Linked DNA regions of Sus scrofa: all the other regions are linked to region 1. The links are chromatin contacts, called in public Hi-C and HiChIP or PLAC-seq maps. All regions are on one chromosome and are shown on one strand. Each heading gives the region's core, a stretch centred on a gene start, on an enhancer-like site or on the middle of the called end of the contact. The rest is flanking DNA. Distances are from core to core; before and after follow the strand shown. Region 1 overlaps LOC110256390 (a long non-coding RNA gene). Region 2 has its middle 170 kb from the start of OPA1. Region 3 has its middle 220 kb from the start of OPA1. Region 4 has its middle 250 kb from the start of OPA1. Region 5 has its middle 230 kb from the start of HES1. Region 6 has its middle 180 kb from the start of HES1. Region 7 has its middle 160 kb from the start of HES1.

Region 1 (2,758 bases), core at 181-2,680:
GTGTGTGTGTGTGTGTGTGTGTGTGTGTGTTTGTGTCTGTCTTGGGGGCGTTGTAGACCACAGAGTGCTCGGGTGGCAAGGCCTGTGCCTATGAACACAGTGTCACAAGAGAATTGCTCGGCCTGGTTTTGGAGTTGATGTGTCCCCTTGGAGTGGGTGCTTAAAATCCTTGTCTTGTAATCATTGAGTCCAAAAGACAATTGCAGTCAGCTTGTCCAAACTCTCTCCTAAAGGAGGAATCTTCTCGAAGATGATCCTTTCCCCTTTTTCTCCTTTCGTCTTTTTCTCTCTTCTTCCTTCTTTCCACCTCTCTTTCCCTCCTGGGTTTTTTTTTTTTTTTTTTTTTTTTTCTTTTTAGGGCTGCACCATGGCACAGGGACGTTCCCAGGTTAAGGGTCAAATCGAAGCTGCAGCTGCCGGCCTACACCAGAGCCATAGCAACGTGGGATCCAAGCTGCATCTGTGACCTATACCACAGCTCACGGCAATGCCGGATCCTTAACCCGCTGAGCAAGGCTAGGGATCGAACCCGCAGCCTCATGGTTCCTAGTCAGGTTCGTTACTATTGAGAGGCAGTGGGAAGACCCCTCCCTGTTTTTTCTATCCGCCTTCACTCCTCTCTTCCACAAAGATTTGGAGCCTTTACTCTTAGGCAGGCACCGTGCTGGTTTGGTCCTCTGGCAGGAATGAAGACAGACAGCGACCCTCGCAGAGCTTAAAGTCTAGCAACAGGGTGCTCACTACTTAGGGGATGGCCTGTTCGGGGGTTTCATTTTCCCCTATTTAAACTGAATTCTGCCTCCGTAGAATGCTTGTCCTGACCTCTGGAGCTAGAGAGAACAAGTCTGACCCCGTTTCCTATGTCGCCGCCCTTGAAACGTGGGAAAATAAACATGGAACACTCTGAAAATATTCTCACTCTCCAGTTTCCACTTGTGAAGGGGAAGCTGATTCTCCGTGAAGCTAAATTCCTCAAGGGCATGGGGTCAGAGCCCGGGTGGGCTATCATCTGGGTGCGTGGCCCCGTTCCCAGTCCACCTGGGGCGGAGGGAAGCCATGTGCTGGAGGCTCTCACTGGGAAAGAGCGCAGGTGGCAGGGAGGTGGGCCCACATGAAGCAAGGGGGTCTGTCAGAGGGGGGGGCCTGCGAGGCGTGGTCTGGCCGCCTGCCCAGGACAAGCCTGAGCTCCCGGGTTTCTGGTCTGATTCACAGCTTCCTCCCTCCCCAAAGGAATCCCCTTTATAGCTCTCCAGGCCTGACCCCAGCGTCCCTGTGAATGTCATCTGACAGCTGCACGGAGCGCAGCCATGGCTCCTGCGCCGGGTGCCAGCTGGATGTGCTCGGCGGCCGGGGCCCTGGGAGCCACCGCTTGGGATGTCAGAGGAGCGCTGCCCTTCCGTCAGCAGGAAGCCCGGCCGCAAACACTTGGACAGGAAGCCCGGGCGCTGGCCAGCTGAGCCAGCTCTGGTTTCTTCTGCGTCTGAGGCTTTGGCCAAGCGTGGAGGGAGGCGAGCCAGGTGCCGCGGGCGGCACTGACAGCACGGGCGGGCTCCCCCTCGGCCAGCCGGGGATGTGGGTTGAAGGGCGTGAACGGAAAAGCATCATCGAGGCTGGGCCAGAAGAGGTGCTTCCTGGAGGAAGGGTGAGGGAGCAGGGAACACAGCGTCTAGCAGAGCTGAGCCAGCTGGCTGAGGCTCTGCAAAGACCCGCTTCCAGACACAAATGTGTTCCCTTGGGTTCAGACCTCCGGCATAAACTCAGATCAGATCCAATCTGCAGGCTGCCTCCACCTCCGGGAAAACACACTGTCATCTCCCGGGGCGGGGTGTCTGCATGTTCCCAGCATGAAAATGACTCCTCTCAAGGAGAGGCTCTTTTATAACCTACCAAGCTGCATTGTGAGGGAATTGATAGAAAATAGAATGTGGTCCGCTGGGGACAAAGGCAACTTTGCGTTCAGGGCTAAGAGTTTTGTTTCCAAGCGCTACGTGTGATTATCTTCAAGGCAGTCTGTGTGCATACAACCATCTGAAAGACCCCCAGGATTTGCAGAGCGCCTAAATTTTCTTTAAAATGATATTTATTTTTTCCATTATAGTGGTTTATAGTGGTTTATAGTGTTCTGTTGATTTTCCACTGTACGGCAAAGTGATCCAGTCACACATGCATATATACATTCTTTTTCTTATGTTATCCTCCATCATGCTCCATCATAAGTGAGTAGATACAGTTCCAGTGCTATACAGCAGGACAGAGTGCTTAAATTTTTGACCAGTCACTCAGAGATTTCCACCCCCCCACACACACACATCTGCCTTGCACAAGCTGATAGGCTGGTGAGGACCAGGAGGCGAGTAAATTTGTTCAAGGTCCTGCAGCTCAGCAACGGCAGAGCCAGAAACACTGCCATGACTTGTGATGCTCCAGAAAGAGAACTTGGATGATGACTCTCCACGTGCACAACTGTTTCTCTGTCTCCTACCTTATTCTGGACTGTATGCATTCAAGCACAGGCGCATGGGGGTGGGAGGGAGGGTGGAAGTTGGGGGAAGGGGGCTGGGAAGGGGTGTGTGAGCACTCTGGCTGGCGTGGGCTGCTAACATCTCATCATTTTGTCAAAGCCTGTTTTGAAAACCTCCTCCTGGGTAAAGCCTGCCCGTTGCTTTAGTCACTCTCCTTGGCATCAGCTGCCGCCCTACGCCACAGCCACAGCAATGCAGGATCTGAGCTGAGTCTGCCACCTACACCACAGCTCAGA
Region 2 (2,758 bases), core at 110-2,609, 470 kb after region 1:
CTGCAACTAATTGGGTATGTAGACATGTCAGAAGAATGTCCTTGTGGTCCCCTTCTCTCCTCCTGTAAATCACAGTTGGAGCAGGTGCTCCCTCCTGACGCTCAGATTAAGGAAGGTGCGCGGTTCTCCCACCTGCCAGGGTCTTGCACCATTTCCCACTGACCGCTAGCAAAAGACCCTCTGGGTTTACTTGAACATGGGTCAATTTCATGGGGGCACATTATTGGTAAAAGCGAGGTTTCCTGATGACGAGTGTGGAATGGGAGCCCCGAGAATAGAGAAGGCTGCCTTCAACACATGACTCTGTTTTGGTTGCCACCACCCCTGTCTATCACAGGTGGTTGAGTCCCAGTAAGGAGTCCTGGACCGGGGGTCCTTTTTCTGGCCATGCCCTCGGCATGCAGAAGTTCTCGGGCCAGGGAACGAACCTGCACCACGGCAGGGATAACGCCAGATCCTTAATCCACTAGGCCACCAGGGGACTCTTGAGGTGGGGTTCCCTGCTCTGCTGTCTTGCCTTTTGGAGGCTCAATTTCCCCACCGAGAAACTGAGACAACACCTTTGAGCCAGGGTCTGGTGCTCATGCATTAGCTGAGCTGGCCGCCGACACCCCTTGGCTGTGGCCCAGAGCTCAGCGGTGGTGAGCAGCCATCTGCAGGGGGTGGAAGAAAAACAGGAATGCCCCCCACCCCTCTGCCACCCACGCCCAGTGCAAACAGTCCTCACCCCTTACAAGCAAGTAATTAGATGTTCCCAGGGTGGCCTGTAAATTGCTAACTTCTCTCTTTGGGAGGTAAGACAGGAAAGAGATTGCTACCGAAAATTTCTCTATTTTTCTGTCTGTGGATGAGTGCATTTTGAGAGATAGCCTCTGTGTGTGTGTGTGTGTGTGTGTGTGTGTGTACCAGCACCCTCCTCTCCAGCCCATGACTTACACAACTGGGTATTTACACACCAGATGATCCCTGCAGGAAAAGGCAAGTCCCCAGCTGCTGTGGAATTTTAAGAGATCTCCCTGGAATGCCCTTCTGGGATGTCTGGTTCTAATTGCCTCCGTCAGCCAGTGCTGGCGAGCTGGCAGAAGCAATGAGAGGTGAAATTAAACAGATTCCAGTTCACATCAGACCCCCAGCCTTGCCAGAGCTCCCCCACCTTCCCATCCCAGGGCTGGAAAATGATGGTGGGCATGCTGGAAAGAACTCTAGACTGGAAATTGGAAGGCCCAGATTCTTGTCCCTGTGCTGCCACTGCCACCCTGCCCTGGGTGGCTTTGGACCCAGCGTTTCCCTTCTCCAGCCTCCATCTTCCTCATTTGCTGAATGAGTGGTGAGGACCACTGGCTGGTCTCCAAGGCCTCTTCCCAGCCTCAGATTCAGGGACAGTAATGTCAAGTTCTCGCTGCAGAGTCGAGCGGCGGGGAGGGGGCTGGACTTTCTTCTGAACTTTAAAACCGGATGCTCTGCATTTTTAGATCTTTACGAAGAACAGGGGAAAGAGAGAGGATCTCGTTCCCACCCATTATAACCCAGCCCCAGCCCCAGCCCCATTCTTTCCTTGCTCCTTGGCTCTGGGTCGGGATGGTGGAACCCCAGCCAGAGAGGAGACGGGCATCTGCAGTTCCCTAGTGCCCCCTATAGGCCCAAAGGACAATCGCGCTGAAATGGGAGTTGTCCCCGGGGCCACCTGCACCTCAGCCCCCCAGGCTTCTTCTACTGCAAAGCCTCAGGTTTTAGAAGCAGAAGATTCAAAGAGTCCCCTAAGTTGTGGGGAATTTATCTTTTTAGCCTACTGTTTTGAGGTTCAGATTAAAGCCATTGGACTAAAAGTCATAACAGGCTGGGGCCGAACCCCCTGTAGGTTTCCTATGGTGCATATAAGAGCAGCAGGAGTACCAAGCACCAAATACTGAAGGCTTCTGGTTCATACTCTGCTCTTACTCACCCCTCCCTGCCAGCACCCTCACCCCTAACCCTACAGTGGATGCTTGCACATCTCCAGTGCCAAGGAGCTCACTACTTTCCCAATCTGCCTATATATCTGGCAGGGATTCTGTATGATTAGTAACAGAGCCCAAATCACAAATCTGACTTCATCAAACTAGGGGTTTATTTGCTCACCTGAAAGATACCTGCAGAGAGCAGCAGGTCCACAAAATCACTGGGAGCTAGATTTCCTTCCAGATTCTTCCTTAGTCATCCTTCTAGCATGACTGCTTCATGGGCCTTGTGGGCCTAGATGATTGCTTATGTTCTCACCGTCACCTCTGCACCCAGAGAGGAAGAGGTGGGAGGGCAAGGGGCCCGGGGTCCCTTCCCACTTGGTCAGCCCCCCTTGAAGACCCATCTAATGCCTTGTGCTTGCATCTTCTGGGCCACTCCAGCTGCAGGGGTGCTTGGGAATGTAGTTTCATGGACCCTTCCCATAAAATCAGGGCCTGATCCCAAGGGACGAGGGAGAATGGACACTGGGTCCTCCAGAGCAAATGGCCGTACAGCCAGTGCCGGTGGAGAGAAGCTGTGAAGGGTTGTGCGGCACTGCAGCTGTCTCTTGAGCACACGAATCTCCCTCTGACTGCAGAGAGGACAGGAGCAAGCGTGCTGGCTCAGTGGGCGTACTCACATGCCCAGAGGGAACGCTCCACTCCCCACACTGGACCAGCTTCCTGCCAAGTCGGTGGAGAGAGAGATGGTATCTGCCACGATCCATCACTCTTTCCCCGTGACGATGCCAAGCAAGTAAAACCTCCCACTTCCTCTG
Region 3 (2,758 bases), core at 141-2,640, 420 kb after region 1:
GAAAGAGAAGAAAAGTAGGTTTGTTTAGGGGGAGCTCATTTCTGAAGACAACAGGGAGAACAGGGCTTGAAACAAGGGGAGGCTGCCTGTGGGGTCAATAGTTAACCAGTCAGATTAATAAATGCTAGAAGGAGGAAGCAGGCAGTGAGGAAAGAAGCAAGAAAAAAATATCTCCCTGTAGTTCAAAAGCCAACTAAAGTTTACCAGGATCTGTGACCTGTGGTTAAAATGTCCCAGAGGCCAGCTCTCATCTGATCCCCACCTGAAGTGCTGCTGCCTTTCAACAGGCCCACCTGACTCTGCTCTTGGGCTCAGCAGCCCCACAATGACCCATGTCTCACCAGTCACATGGAACTCATTTTCCTGCGCTCCCCCTCCTCTGCCCCCATCACAGCTCCTACCCAATATTTAGAATCAGATAGAGAACTCTGGGCCAGGTGAGAATTTCCGGCTGCTGGGAATCAGGATAGCTGGGCCACCCTGGCCTCTGCCCTGACTTGCTCTGTGAGTTTTGGCAAAATGCTTGCCTTGTCTGGGCCGCAGTTTCCTTGCTGGTGAAATGACAGTGTTGGCCTAAGGCAGTGGCCAACTTTTTCTCTCAAAGGTCAAATAGTAACAACTTTAGGCTTGTGGGCCATACACACAGTTGGTGTCTGTCTCAACTACCCAACGCTGCCAGGTAGCATGACAGCAGCCGTCAACCACATGCAAATGAGTGGGCGTGGCTGTGTCCTAATAAAGCTTTATTTGCAAAAAGAGGCTGTAAACATATCTGGCCAGTAGGTTGTAGCTTGTGGAGCCCTGGATTAGACAGATCTCTAAGGAGCTTTGCAACACACCAATGTCATTTAACCCTGGATTCTTTTACAGAGAGCGACTTCAGGTCCAGAGATGCTAAATGACACTGCCCAAGCCACCAAGCAGTTAGTGGCAGAGCTGGAGTGAGAAGCCAAGTCTCCTGGCTCTAGTCCACTCTGGCTCTCAATTTTCCCAAGGGCAAAACACAGGCTGTTTTTGGCATGCAGGGTTTGGGAGCTGCCCTCCCTCCCGAAATTACCAGGTGGGGGAGAGGAGAGGAAGGGGGAGGAGGACGGTGGGAGGGTGGGGTAGGAAGCATCCTCTCTGCCTGTTTCAGCGAGGGCCCCAGACGGAATTCAATGAGCTAAGGGACACAACAGAAAGATGGGGGCCCTGCAGAGGCTATTATGCCGTCCGTTTTGAATCGGGGGGAACTTCGGTGTAGGACAGGCGAGTCCCTGCATATTCTGTGTCATAACCTCGTGCTTCCGAATCTGCGCATGTCGACCTCTTTTTCACCCAGATGGTGCTGTGGGGAGGAAGGCCCCACCAGTGTGAGCTCTTCCTGTGTGTCTAAATGTCCCAACACAGGGGCTCCTCCCAGGAGATGGGCTCCAGGGCCTGCTCTTCCTGGGGCAGAAGCGTGGCTGACCCCACACGGCTGTTTATTGTTACACTTCTGTGACACGCTTCCCTTCAAACAGCCTCGTGTAAATTTGTTTGGGACTTGCTGTTCCCTGGCTGAAGACCCAGAAGCTTTTACGATGTTAATCTGTTTTCCTCCTTGCCCCCAGCCTTTGCTCTCCAGAGGGGAGAGGCCGTGGATAAGGTCCAAGGGGGTGGGGTGACACTTCTTTCTCTCCGAATCTCAGAGGCTCCGCAGTCCGGCCAGTGGGACTCTCTTTCCTACATTCCTCCCTCCGCTCCCTTCGTGGACCCTCCACGGGACCCTGGCTGTGGGTTGGGGAGCAACAAAACTCCCCCCTCCCAACCACCACCTCTGTGACTTCTAAAAGCAAGGCCGTATGTTCTGTCCACAAGCACGGAGCTCCAAGGAGCAGCCCCAGTGCTCTTTGTGGTGTTAGGATTCTGTAGCAAGATTTGCACGAAGAAAATGAAGCTTGGGAACCAGTGTGCTACAGGGATTTTCTTGCCAGACAAAGAAATAAAATGTTCAGAATTGGTCTCAGCAAGAGCCTGGATTGGGGGGTGGTTCTGGGGAGCCACACACAAAGGCCTCCCCCAGGAAGATATAGGAGGTTCATGGTCAGCCCCAGTGTCTAGCTGCACGATCAGCTGAAGAAGATCTCTACCTGAAGTCTTAGACCTTTGCACTAAATTTGGAGGCTGTTAAAGGTATGACTATAGGGTGCCTCCTATTCAGAACACCCCAGCCCACCATCACATGCCTTAAGATGAACAGTGATGGTCAGAGTCTGAGTTCTCAGGATGGCCGCTTCTCTGGCCTTCTTGCCCGCTGTTCCCACCCACAGCCCCCACCAAACACCCCCCACCACCCCTGCCAAACACAACTGCAGCAGTCCCTGACCTGCTTCTGTTTTTTAGCACCTGCCTTTGCTATGCTGCCCTCTTCTTTGAAAGCCATCCCCACTCTGGGCTGGTCCCATTAGTCCTTCAGCTTCCAAAGCTTACGGTTCTTACCAGCCCCCTATTTATATTTGTGCCCCAGTGCCCTACAAGACAGTGCTGTCCTTCAGGGTAGGGACTTTATCCAATTTATTAACTATATCCCCATTTCCTCCTATAATCTTTGGGGAAATCGTTGAAGGAGTGAGCAGATGAGTGAGTGAGTGCCCATGCAAGGATTGCCAGTTCATGAGACAGGTAAATAGTGGTCCTCCTGAAATATGTCCAACTACTAATTCCTAGTACAGGTGGATGTAACTTTATTTGGGAAGAGGGTCTTTGCAGACACAATCCAGTTAATGATCTTGAGATA
Region 4 (2,758 bases), core at 88-2,587, 390 kb after region 1:
CCTGAGGGAGCTGGCAACTGACTGTCCTAATGGGCCCTGTCTCCCAGTCGCCTTCTTTATCTGTAACAATACCACCATCAGGGTTGTACAAAAGATTAAATATCCGTACCTGGCATACGCAAGGCTGTATGCTGATTCTTTCCTCATCTTATGTAAATCCAGTGAGCAGCCTAGGCCAATGGATTATGGTCACTTTAAGGCCTGGAACCCTGCCTTTTGTTGCTCTGGTTTCTCTTGCTCAGGACCTGACCTTGCCCTTGGCGGTTGTCTTATCCATGCTGTGGCGTCTCACCACTTCAACTTCGGCCCACACATTAGTCATGCCTTCTAGGTGTTCCCTGAGCCACACAACAGCAGTTACACAATAGAGCAAATCAGACGCAGCAGCAGGGCACCAACTCTAGAGCTGCTACCTACTCATTGTGAGACTTGGTTCCAGTCAATCCCAGGTCTGGACTTTTCCTTCCCCATTTGTGAATTGAGAATATTGGGTTAGCTGCTCACATGCATGTAAATGAATTATTCCATCCATCTGCTCATTCAGCCACCCATCACCCCTCTGTCCATCCATCCATCCATCCCCACATCCATCCCCGTATCCATCTCCAGCACTGTCTCAGTGCCGTGTTAGGTATTGTGGTAGGAAGAGAGTCGAATGGCTGTGCCCCAGGCTTTGAGCCCCTCACACCGCAGTGAAGGAGACAGACCCACACACAACAGGGTGTACTCTCGGAAGGGACCAGCAGTGAGACAAGATGGCGCATAGGGTCACTCTCTAAGCAGTGACCGAATGCCCCCAGCCGCGGTTCTGCCCGGGTGTGGCGTCCAGAAAGTGGTCCCCTTCCGGAGGAGATCCCTCCCCTCCCCAGGGCATTAGTCAGCGTCCTGAAATGCCTGCCTCCCCATGGCCATCCCCTAGGTCCTCCTGCAGTGTAGCACAAAGGTCCTGTTGTGGACTGCAGCCCTGGCAGCGGCTGGAGCCTCGGGGTGACTCATCCTCTTGCCATTTCCTTTGTATGGCTCGCAGGCTCCTTGCTGGAAGCCTGGAAGCCTGTGCAGGGCTGCGAGGCCAGCGGGAGCCAGGGAGGGGGCTTGAGAGGGGCAACAGGAGGCCAGGGGAGCACTGGCCCCTGAACCAACACATTTTGATAAAAAATGAAGATTGACCAGGGAAGGGAAGGCATGGGTAGCTTGGGGAGTGACTTGGGCGGCCGGCCTGCTGGCGGCTCTTTGGTCCCAGGCCAGATGCATTGCCGGCAGCATCAGGACCTGTCTGTGCTGGAGGCATCCTCCCCTGCCTGGCTCAGGGCTCAGGCTGGCGTGGGGCCAGAGGCAGCCGCTGCTTAAGGAAGAGTGAAAAAAGCCAAAGAGCACGGCCCAGGGGCCTGAGACGTGTTCCTCTGCAGGCTAACTTCGTGACCTCCGGCAAGTGTTAGCAGTGGAATTTCAGGCATCTCTCCCAGCAGGTCCTAAGTCAAGGCTCTTTAGACCCTTCCTGGTCTGGCTCCTGACTCCTGCACTGGCTTTTATCTCTGCCCACCCACGTCTTAGCTTTACTCCAGCTGCTCTGCTCTGAACAACTTGTTCTGCCCTGAGCACCCCGCATTCTCCCTCACCTCCAGGTTTTGCACAAGCCGTTCCTGTGGCAAGGAGAGCCCTCTCCCGCCTCCTCAAGGGCAACTGGTTAGTCCTGTCTTTCAAGAGTCGGCTCAGGTGTCCCCTTCCACTGGAAGCTTCTCCCTGAAGTCCCCTATACGTGCTCCTCGTTTGCACTCCTGAGAACCTCAGCAGAGCCCTGTCAGAGGGCTTAGCACCCCTTAGTCTGCATCTCCTGCTCCTTTACATGAAGGAGGGCCCTGAGGTAGTGAGCAAATGAGTGCATGAAGGAATGAAGCGTTTGAGAAAAGAGAGAAATTGCATGGCACAGCAGTCCCCCCCGGGTAGGGACTAAGACAAACTCTACAGGGAGCCTAAGAAAATGGCTCTCATTCCGTCCTTGCTTTTACAATTTGTAGGCATCTCATGTGAAACTACAGATGCTATTGTGAGGTTATTGTCCTCGCGGGAGGAGGGCTCCATAGAGGCAAAGGAGGTGCACTGGGTGTCAGTATTCCGGGTTAAGGGCAGTTCACAGTTTGCAGTCCAACCACTGAAACAAAAATGCTGTAATGATGTTCCATCTCTGGCCAGGTCAGCAGGTGTCCCTGAGACCCATGCGGTGGGCAGCAGGAATAACCCACACACCCTCCTACAGTCCTTCAGGACAAGCGAAGCTTTTGCCACCCCTGGACTCATGGGATTTGAGTAGGAGGGGCGAAGATAATTTCTGCCCCTGTTTTAGAGATGAACACACGAAGCTTCAGGGAAACTTAGTCTTGCTTAATATCCCACAAAGAGTAAGTGGGAAGAAAGAACTCAGTCTTCCTTCAACCAATCATCAGAGGCTATGGGTGTCAAGCCCCATAAAAATAAAGAGGATGTAGTTCTTGTCATCAGGGAGCACCCAGGTTTGTCAGAGACCCAAGTAGAGAATGACAAATGCTACCTTCATTATAGGTACAAGACTTTGTTGTACTGGATTCATTTAGGGATGACAATCTCACCGAAGGCCAGTTGTTAAGAAGCAAAGCCACACTCCTCCAAACTTCTCCCTTATTGAAAGGGTGGGACCTGGGAAGTCATACAGGTGTCGTGTTCCCTGGTTCCTCATGGGCTGATTGACCCAAGGAAGGACACAGGACACTGGGCAGAGACAATC
Region 5 (2,758 bases), core at 145-2,644, 360 kb after region 1:
ACAGGGACCATTGTGTTAGGCACACTTAAAAAAAATTTTTTTTAATTATTTTCCTTTTTACAGCTGTACCTGCAGCATATGGAAGTTCCCAGGCTAGGAGTCAGATTGGAGCTGCAGCTGCTGGTCCACACCACAGCCATGGCAACACCGCATTCCAGCCACATCTATGACCTACATCATAGCCTGTGGCAAGACCAGATCCTTAACCCACTGAGCAAAACCAGGGAATGAAACTGCATCCTTGCAGACTATGTCAGGTCTTTAACCTGCTGAGCCACAGTGGGAACTCCATGATAAACACATTTTAAATGTGAATTTCTGAACAGCCACCTCGGAAGTCTGTTTGGCAGTTTCTTTAAAAATTGAACATCCATCTACCCCATGGCCCACCAATTCTATTCCTAAGTATTTACTCTGGCGGAATGTATTTACATGACTTCTAGAGAGATATTCCTGGAAGTTTTTATTCATAATAGCTAAAAACTGGATACATCCCAGATGTCTGACTACAGGTGAATGGATGAACACCACATTACCGTATTTGCAGTACATCCATTTGATAAAATACTACTCAGAAAGAAAGAGAAAAAGGAATGTACTGTTGATGCATGCAACAACATGCATGAATTTCAGAACATACTGAGGGAAGGAAGCCAGACACAAAAGAGGGTACGTGATATGATTCCATGTGTATGAAGTTCTAGAATAGTGGCTCCCATCTGTGGTGGCAGAAACTGGATCAGTGGTTGATTGCTTCATGCTGCGTGTATGCATGTGCAGGGGCATTGACTAGGAGAGGGCGTGAAGGACACTTCTGGGGGTCCTAGACATGCCCTGTGTCTTGACTGGGGTCTGAGACACATGAGTGTATTCGTTTGTCAAGTCTGATCAAGCACTTAAGATCTGATTTTACTGCATTGATGTTATACTTTAAAAAAAAAAATGTTTTAAAATGAATTTCTAGCTGAAGTTCCCGTTGTGGCGCAGTGGTTAACGGATCCACTAGGAACCATGGGGTTGCGGGTTCGATCCCTGGCCTTGTTCAGTGGGTTAAGGATCCGGCGTTGCTGTTAGCTGTGGTGTAGGTCGCAGACATGGCTTGGATCCCACGTTGCTGTGGCTCTGGCGTAGGCCAGTGGCTACAGCTCCGATTCGACCCCTAGCCTGGGAATCTCTATATGCTGCAGGAGTGGCCCTAGAAAAAGGCAAAAAGACAAAAAAAAAAAAAAAAAAAAAAAGAATTTCAAGCCACACATAGGAGGGTGCAGTATCAACATTCTGTCTGGTTGAGAAGAGAGTGCGTGAGCCTGCACTGGCAGGCCACTAGAATGCGTCTGCAGTGGCGTGTCCTGGAATCCGGAGCTTGGGAAAGTGCTGTCTGTTCCCGCTGTGTCGATGGCGGGGCCGGCCAGCTTCCTGTGCAGGCTGCCAGCGCCTAGCTGTCAGGCTGAGCCCAACCACAGCTGCTTTAATAGCACGTTGGGAGGGCCATTTTCTCCGGGCCCTGCAGCCACATCCCAAGGACCAGCCATACCCCCAGGCCCACTTCCCCACCTTGGATTTTTCTCACCAGACAACCTTCTTTTCCTCACTCTCAGGTACTTTCCTGGGCCCAGACTGCACTTGCTGCCACTCAAGCTTCATGGGTGATAAACTCTGGCTTTCTAATATTCCAGGACTGCTCCACGGAGCCATTGCGGCAATCCTTTCTTAAACGTTTTTTTTTTTAAACTGCCATTTGCGTTTTGTTCATATTTCCTGCCAGATTGTCAAATCAGGTTCTCTCCAGATGCCAACATCTGGTATTAAATTGCAAGTCTGAATAATCTTCCAAAACAATGTTTTCTAAGAGCCAGGCAACTTCTTTTGTTCACGTTCTTCATCTGCTCAAATTGTATCATGTTCTCGCCTTGATTTCTCTGCTGAAATATATCTTTTGAGAGGTCAAGTCTCACCTGTTTAAGACAGGCCTAACCCTGGCATCAGGCCACAGGTTGCTTGGAGAGTATGGGACCTTTTAGGGGTTTTTAGGTTCTCTTTTACCTTTTGATGTTTAAAAATTAATAAATCTCAAAGCAAACTCTCCATCGAATAAGCAGTGAATGAATTCAGCTTTTCCCTTATTCTGATGTTTATATTTTCAGTTGGAAAATGAAATCTCTAAGATGCCAGACATGTGGTATCCAGACACGTCTGCCTGTTGGAATCTGGAGCTAGAGGTGGTTACAGAACGTTTCAGCTGCATGCAGTGCGTGCTCCGCAGCTGGGAATATGTTCCCAGGACGGAGAGGACCCACAGCTCCAAGCTTGCTTCCTGTTGCTTCTTTTACCATTGTAGAGACCTCTGTTCTTCTCCTGTGGGGTCAGGAAGTGGGGAAGCCCAGGCACGCAGCCAGCTTGGGATGGAAGGGTAAGCACTTGCCAAGGGGACAGAGATGCATTTCGGGCCCTAGGGCTGTCACTCCCACCAGGAGGGGGGTGGGGGTGGTGAGCCCTCCTCTCCTGCCTTCTGCTATCTTAGGCCTTAGATTGGAGCCATTGGTTTCAACCTCAATGTCTTTTGTGGGGCGGCTGAGGGGGACGGGGGTTGGTGGGGGACGGGGGTTGGTGGGGGACATGGAAGAAATGTCCTAGAGAGTGGGCTCCTGACCACCTCCTGCTTCTTCTGCAATCAGAGCAAGTTCCACCTTTTTTTTTTTTTTTTTTGCTTTTTAGGGCCGCACTTGCAGCATATGGAGGTTCCCAGGCTAGGAATCTA
Region 6 (2,758 bases), core at 136-2,635, 310 kb after region 1:
AAGCTCAGAATGCTGTGTGAAGAGGCTCATCCAACAGCAAGAGAGGTAAAATGTGCCCAAATAACTGAAAGATGACAGAGCAATCGAATGACAAATACTACAGGAAAAGAACACACAGGAGAGCAAAGGTGAGAGAGAGGACTTCTTGCAGGAGAATCAAAGAAGTGTTCATGGCAGTGGTGGGGATTAAGGGGTGGGTCTAGGCACTAGAAGGTTAACAATCCAGCAGGATTTGGGTACTTTGATTGAATCAGAGACCCTGGGCTAAAAGGTGGAGAAAGCTCTCTTCACTGTGCCTGCAAGGGCAACAAGCCTACCACGAGATAGAGGTGATACTTACTGATCAAGTCAGGTCTTGTTACAACAATGGGACAGGACCACCCCACATATTGGGAGTTGTCCGCAATGGATTGCGGGGGGGGGGGCATTGCATCCACTCACTATATGCACAAGTTCCTAGGCAAGGGATTGAACCTGCACCACAGCAGTGACAATGCCAGGTCCTTAGCTTGCGGAACCACCAGGGAACTCCTGGAATAGCTTTGGTACCAAACGGCTCCCTTGCAGAGGCTCCACCCTCTTTCTGTGTAGAGGTTTGGGTGGTAGGGCTTGCACCTTTGCTGGAAGGGGTTAACATGCATGCTTCTCAGGAATGGAGTAAAGCCAGATTATCTGGCACTTGGAGAGGTGCAGGTAGATTCTTGGCTCAGGAAGCTTCGGGGGTGTATTTATAGAATGCTGTTTCTTTTGAGAGAGCACAAAGGAATGACAGGAGGAGGAAGAGTGATTGGACAGCAACACAGTACTCAAGGCTCTCAGCCAGCCCCTTTGAGTTATTCCAATGTACAGTGCGCTCTCCTGCTTCAAGTTATGAGCAGCTGACTTGAATTAAAAAACAGTCCCTCCTTTGCTGGGACCTGGCCTGCCAAATTCTCAGCTGGAGTGAGTTTTTATGGCTGCGTTATAAACCCCCGAAAAGTGAGGCATATAATGGAAACATTGACATAACTTGAACTCCAAGGAGCGGCTTGTGCCACTCTAATTATCCTTACGTTCCATTGGCCCGTTTCTCTCCCTCCGCTGGCGGGACCTGCTGCAGAGCCTCTGCCTAACGGTCCAGGGGGCTGGAGGATGGAAGCTGGGCTTTGCTGGGGATAATGAGACAGTGTCTGCTGGTGGGAAGCCCGTTGTTCCATACATACGAGCCCCTCCCGTCTCCCTTCCTTCCCTTGTTCTCCCCCTGCATTGCCTCCCCCAACCCTTCCCCCCACCCCAAAGGCAGAACAGTTCAGTTGGTTGTAAAAATTAATGAGTTCAGATACAGACTTGCCTTATTCCGGTCCAGCTGCGTAACCAGGGCGATTCCGACCAGCATTCTAGACGCTGACATCAGCTCCACACCCCGGTACAATGCTGCTCTGTTTGATCTCAGAAACAGATCAGGCTCCTGGGCTTTATACATCCTGCTTCCTCCCTTCGTAGACTCATTTTATTACCCACCGGGAGAGCTCATCTCACTGCTCTCCCTCTGGGCAGCTAATACCCGCGGATCAGGCCCTAGGGCTGACTCTTCTTTTACCCACTGGACACTTTGATCCGGTCTTCCCGGTCTGCTGCAAAGATCTCCCCACCCCCACCCCCCAGGCGTTGACAACTGGTGGAGGATGAGAGTGATAATGATTTCACCACCTTCTCCTGGCACAGGACTTCATGATTTGCCATGCACTTCCACGATCTTGTCCATGTGGCCCAGGACCACCCTGGCTGATGGAGGTGGGACACCCATTTTACAGATGAAGAGGGTCTGGGAGAGCTGGTGAGTGATGAGAAGGGGAACATCACCGAGTCCTTGACTCCTCTGCCCGGCTCATTCCCTGGACTCCAGGAGTTTACATGAGGCAAGGCCGACTGAGTTTCTGTCCATGGGCAGAGCTGGAAGGAAGCTCTGTGGACCCACTTTCTGTCATGCTAAAGGACAGGGTTAGTGACAAATCCACAATAGGCCCTTCAAAATGTGTGCGAGTTCCCGCTCTGGTGCAACAGGATTGGCAGCGTCTCTGCAATGCTGGGATGCAGGTTTGATCCCCGGCCGGGCACAGTGGGTTAAGGATCTGGCATTGCCACAGCTGCAGTGTAGGTCACCACTGAGGCTCAAATCTGATCCCCGGCCTGGGAACTCCATATGCCTTAGGGCTGCTGAAAAAGAAAAAAAAAAAAGTGTCACTAATCTGTCCTGACCCACCCCTTCTGCAGAATGCTGCTTCCCCTTCCGCTGGTCCAAGAATGTTTATTTCCCAGGAGGACCAGACAGACCTCTTGCTGACAATGGTTCCAGAAGCGCCAACCCCAATGGTTGTAAACAGTTTAGGAGATTTTGGGAGAAGCTGCTAAAGTTATGACAAACCTCTTTAGAAATAAAATGTAGACGTATAAACCTTATTACACAGAGAGTTTCACTTCTGGAGTTTGGGGTAAATGGTTTAGCAAGTATGAATTGGGCAAAGCAGAGGTCAGTATCCGTTTCCTGTGGCTGCCATAGATTGGGTGGCTCAAACAGCAGGCATTATTCTCCCTCAGTTCTAGAGCCCAGAAGGCTGAAATCAATGGCCACGCATCCTCTAAGAATCTGGGGAGACTCCTTGGCTTTTCCCAGCTTCTGATGGTGGCCGGCCATCTTTGGCTTTGGTTGCAATGCCCCAGTCTCTGTCTCTGTCACACCTGGCTTCTCCCTGTCTTCTTGTGGCATTTTCTTTGTCGT
Region 7 (2,758 bases), core at 186-2,685, 290 kb after region 1:
CCAGGCCACTTCTGGCTGGCCTCCTAGCCTCTGTGGTCACCCATCACTTCCTTCCCAGAACTCATCTTTTGTTTACAGAGGCCCCTAACTGGGGCTGCATCCCCCAAGCCCTCTCAGGTACCCCACCCCGACCCCCTATGGACACACAGGCCAGAGATATGGCAACCCACCCCAACATACACTCTAGGAGGAAATACTTACAGTAAAACAGAAGCCCTCTGTGTCTCAGCTGAGCTTGGGTTGGGCTCAAGAGTCTGAACGTGAACTCAAAGGCTTCCTAGTCATGGTGTGGGATGGCTTAGGACGTGTTTCTGCAGGCCTTTTGGCTGCACAAGGAGGTTCTGTATGACCTCACCCAGCTGAGCACGTGCTCGTGTCATATCCTCAGGAGCACCAGAAGCTCCTGGGGACACTGCCAGCGTCTGTCTCCTGGAGAAGAAAGCCTGTCATCCCAGCCCTTCCCTCTATACTTTGCCTCCCAAGATTTAGAGCTGTGTTTGCCTGAACATTCTGGGAGTTTGGCTGCCAAAAGATCTCATGGTGTTCAAAAACCTTTGTGAAGATTCTGGGTTGAACAATACTGAGTATTTTTTTTTTTTTTTGTCCTTTTGCCTTTTCTAGGGCCGCTCACGCAGCATGTATAGATTCCCAGCCTAGGGGTTGAATTGGAGCTGTAGCCGCCGGCCTACGCCAGAGCCACAGCTACGCAGGATCTGTGACCTACACCACAGCTCTCAGCAACGCCGGATCCCTAACCCACTGAGTGAGGCCAGGGATGGAACCCACAACCTCATGGTTCCTAGTCGGATTTGTTAACCACTGAGCCACGATGGGAACTCCAATACTAAGTATTTAGTTCCCTGCAGGTCTTCTCAAAGTCTCCAATGTTTTATAAGGGGGACTTGTGCATCCCCAGATTTGGTTATCCGGCTCTGGAAACCAATCCCATGCGAGTGCCAAGGGATAACTGCATTTATATTCCAAGTCTCCCAGAGAGGGTAAGAAGATGAACGGTTCATTTTTCACACTTATTTGGCCATGGCACTTCCTCGTGCCCCACTTCTTGCCAGTGTAGAGGCTTTGCCTCCACGGGAAGGGAGCTCAGCTGCGGGAGCCGCTGCTCAACTTTGTGGAGAAGATTCTGAAAGCAGCTAAACTTTATCCCCGACATTTTGGAGGGATTCCTAATTAGGGTCAGTAAAGCCCCAGTTGCATTTGCATGGTCCCAGTGTAATTCTGAGAAGCGCCCAACTTTTACTCTCCAAAGGGCGCCGTTTGAGGGAAAGAATTATGTGGTCACCCTGGCCATAGTCCACTGCAGAGCCCAGCCACTTGGCCTCCTGGAGCCCAAAGGGCAGCTATTGTTAGGCTTACTTCTGCTTCTGCCCATAACACAGTCTGATGTCACCCTTTGACTCACCACTTGCTCTCTGACAACCTTTGATATTTGCCAGTGGGTCCCGCATTCTTTCCCCTTTATTCAGCCACCATATTCAGCCTGGTGAATTGCCTCACCTTCTCAAAAACGGTTCTGCAAGAGAGGGTGACAGAAAATCAGTGCCCCTAAGACACGCAGACCTTTTGTGTTAGGTGTCCTTTCATGACGCGTGCCTTCAGTTGTGGCATTTCTGGACCGCCTCAGCTCATGAACTTTTGGACTCTGCGTCTGCTGGTCTACTGCTGAATTGTTTGTCTGTGCCATTCTTTCTCCTTCTTCCCTGGTCTCCTCTTATTCCTGCTGCTGAAACAGCCACCTTCCTGCTTTCAGATGCTCTGAAGGAATTCATGTTAGAAAATATCACGAAACCATTCTCATTTAGGGCAGGGAAGATATAAAATGAAAAAAGGCCAACCAGACAAAGCAGGAGCCAAGCAACTGATGAATTACAGAGATCACAGAATTTAATGAGAAAAATGAAAAAATGAGAAACTTTCTTAATTCTTTTTAAAGGGCAGTTAATGGACTATAAGTTTTTTTTTTTTGGTCTTTTGAGGGCCACACCCATGACATTTGGAGGCTCCCAGTTCAGGGTTGAATGGGAGCTGTAGCTGCCGGCTTATGCCACAGCCACAGCAACATGAGATTTGAGCCACATCTGCAACTTACACCACAGCTCACAGCAATGACAGATCCTGAACCCACTGAGAGAGGCCAGGGATCGAACCTGCATCCTCATGGATACCAGTCAGATTCATTTCTTTTTTTTTTTTTTTTTTTTTTTGTCTTTTTGCCATTTCTTGGGCCGCTCCCACGGCATTTGGAAGGTTCCCAGGCTAGGGGTCTAATCAGAGCTGTAGCTGCCAGCCTATGCCAGAGCCATAGCAATGCCAGATCCGAGCCGCGTCTGTGACCTACACCACAGCTCACGGCAATGCCGGATCCTTAACCCACTGAGCAAGGGCAGGGACCGAACCCTCAACCCCATGGTTCCTAGTCGGATTCGCCAACCACTGCGCCACGACGGGAACTCCCAGTCAGATTCATTTCTGCTGAGCCATGATGGAAACTCCTGGGCTATAAGATTTGATTTCAACTTTTATTTGTCTTTGAAAAAATATTTTTGTTGACAAATTTGTTTTTAAAATGTTAGTCTAGGAGTTCCTGTTGTGGCTCAGTGGTTAATGAATCCGACTAGGAACCATGAGGATGCGGGTTCGATCCCTAGCCTTGCTCAGTGGGTTGAAGATCCAGTGTTGCCGTGAGCTGTGGTGTAGGTTGCAGATGTGGCTCGGATCCTGCGTTGCTGTAACTCTGGCG

Evidence for each region. A called contact is a pair of places that touch in the nucleus more often than the background predicts. HiChIP or PLAC-seq counts read pairs in DNA pulled down with a chosen protein or histone mark.
Region 2: a contact with region 1 is called in a Hi-C map of skeletal muscle, with 8 times the contacts expected there. The contact joins two enhancer-like sites. A contact is called at or near these places in 18 of 47 Hi-C or Micro-C datasets (brain, embryonic fibroblasts, epiblast stem cells and 11 more) and 2 of 2 datasets of contacts at active chromatin or transcription factors (alveolar macrophages and skeletal muscle).
Region 3: a contact with region 1 is called in an H3K27ac HiChIP or PLAC-seq map of skeletal muscle. The contact joins two enhancer-like sites. A contact is called at or near these places in 1 of 47 Hi-C or Micro-C datasets (skeletal muscle) and 1 of 2 datasets of contacts at active chromatin or transcription factors (skeletal muscle).
Region 4: an H3K27ac HiChIP or PLAC-seq map of skeletal muscle shows a contact between it and region 1. The contact joins two enhancer-like sites. A contact is called at or near these places in 1 of 47 Hi-C or Micro-C datasets (embryonic fibroblasts) and 1 of 2 datasets of contacts at active chromatin or transcription factors (skeletal muscle).
Region 5: a contact with region 1 is called in an H3K27ac HiChIP or PLAC-seq map of skeletal muscle, with 4 times the contacts expected there. The contact joins two enhancer-like sites. A contact is called at or near these places in 2 of 2 datasets of contacts at active chromatin or transcription factors (alveolar macrophages and skeletal muscle).
Region 6: an H3K27ac HiChIP or PLAC-seq map of skeletal muscle shows a contact between it and region 1. The contact joins two enhancer-like sites. A contact is called at or near these places in 2 of 47 Hi-C or Micro-C datasets (embryonic fibroblasts and liver) and 1 of 2 datasets of contacts at active chromatin or transcription factors (skeletal muscle).
Region 7: a contact with region 1 is called in an H3K27ac HiChIP or PLAC-seq map of skeletal muscle. The contact joins two enhancer-like sites. A contact is called at or near these places in 3 of 47 Hi-C or Micro-C datasets (embryonic fibroblasts, heart right ventricle and liver) and 1 of 2 datasets of contacts at active chromatin or transcription factors (skeletal muscle).

The regions. Positions count from the first base shown.
Region 1 is chr13:131,259,378-131,262,135 of Sscrofa11.1, reverse strand. The region is part of intron 1 of LOC110256390 (a long non-coding RNA gene); the gene reads left to right. Among named protein-coding and RNA genes, the nearest start is that of CPN2, 77 kb to the left of the region's middle. Within about 2 kb of position 1,430, at least 46 of the 83 cell types and tissues checked have an H3K27ac peak or open chromatin away from gene starts, as enhancers often do. A contact at or near this core is called in skeletal muscle, where this site is marked.
Region 2 is chr13:130,789,427-130,792,184 of Sscrofa11.1, reverse strand. No RefSeq gene overlaps it. Among named protein-coding and RNA genes, the nearest start is that of OPA1, 170 kb to the right of the region's middle. Within about 2 kb of position 1,359, at least 17 of the 83 cell types and tissues checked have an H3K27ac peak or open chromatin away from gene starts, as enhancers often do. A contact at or near this core is called in skeletal muscle, where this site is marked.
Region 3 is chr13:130,844,198-130,846,955 of Sscrofa11.1, reverse strand. No RefSeq gene overlaps it. Among named protein-coding and RNA genes, the nearest start is that of OPA1, 220 kb to the right of the region's middle. Within about 2 kb of position 1,390, at least 23 of the 83 cell types and tissues checked have an H3K27ac peak or open chromatin away from gene starts, as enhancers often do. A contact at or near this core is called in skeletal muscle, where this site is marked.
Region 4 is chr13:130,871,615-130,874,372 of Sscrofa11.1, reverse strand. No RefSeq gene overlaps it. Among named protein-coding and RNA genes, the nearest start is that of OPA1, 250 kb to the right of the region's middle. Within about 2 kb of position 1,337, at least 46 of the 83 cell types and tissues checked have an H3K27ac peak or open chromatin away from gene starts, as enhancers often do. A contact at or near this core is called in skeletal muscle, where this site is marked.
Region 5 is chr13:130,903,872-130,906,629 of Sscrofa11.1, reverse strand. No RefSeq gene overlaps it. Among named protein-coding and RNA genes, the nearest start is that of HES1, 230 kb to the left of the region's middle. Within about 2 kb of position 1,394, at least 18 of the 83 cell types and tissues checked have an H3K27ac peak or open chromatin away from gene starts, as enhancers often do. A contact at or near this core is called in skeletal muscle, where this site is marked.
Region 6 is chr13:130,954,143-130,956,900 of Sscrofa11.1, reverse strand. No RefSeq gene overlaps it. Among named protein-coding and RNA genes, the nearest start is that of HES1, 180 kb to the left of the region's middle. Within about 2 kb of position 1,385, at least 16 of the 83 cell types and tissues checked have an H3K27ac peak or open chromatin away from gene starts, as enhancers often do. A contact at or near this core is called in skeletal muscle, where this site is marked.
Region 7 is chr13:130,972,703-130,975,460 of Sscrofa11.1, reverse strand. No RefSeq gene overlaps it. Among named protein-coding and RNA genes, the nearest start is that of HES1, 160 kb to the left of the region's middle. Within about 2 kb of position 1,435, at least 14 of the 83 cell types and tissues checked have an H3K27ac peak or open chromatin away from gene starts, as enhancers often do. A contact at or near this core is called in skeletal muscle, where this site is marked.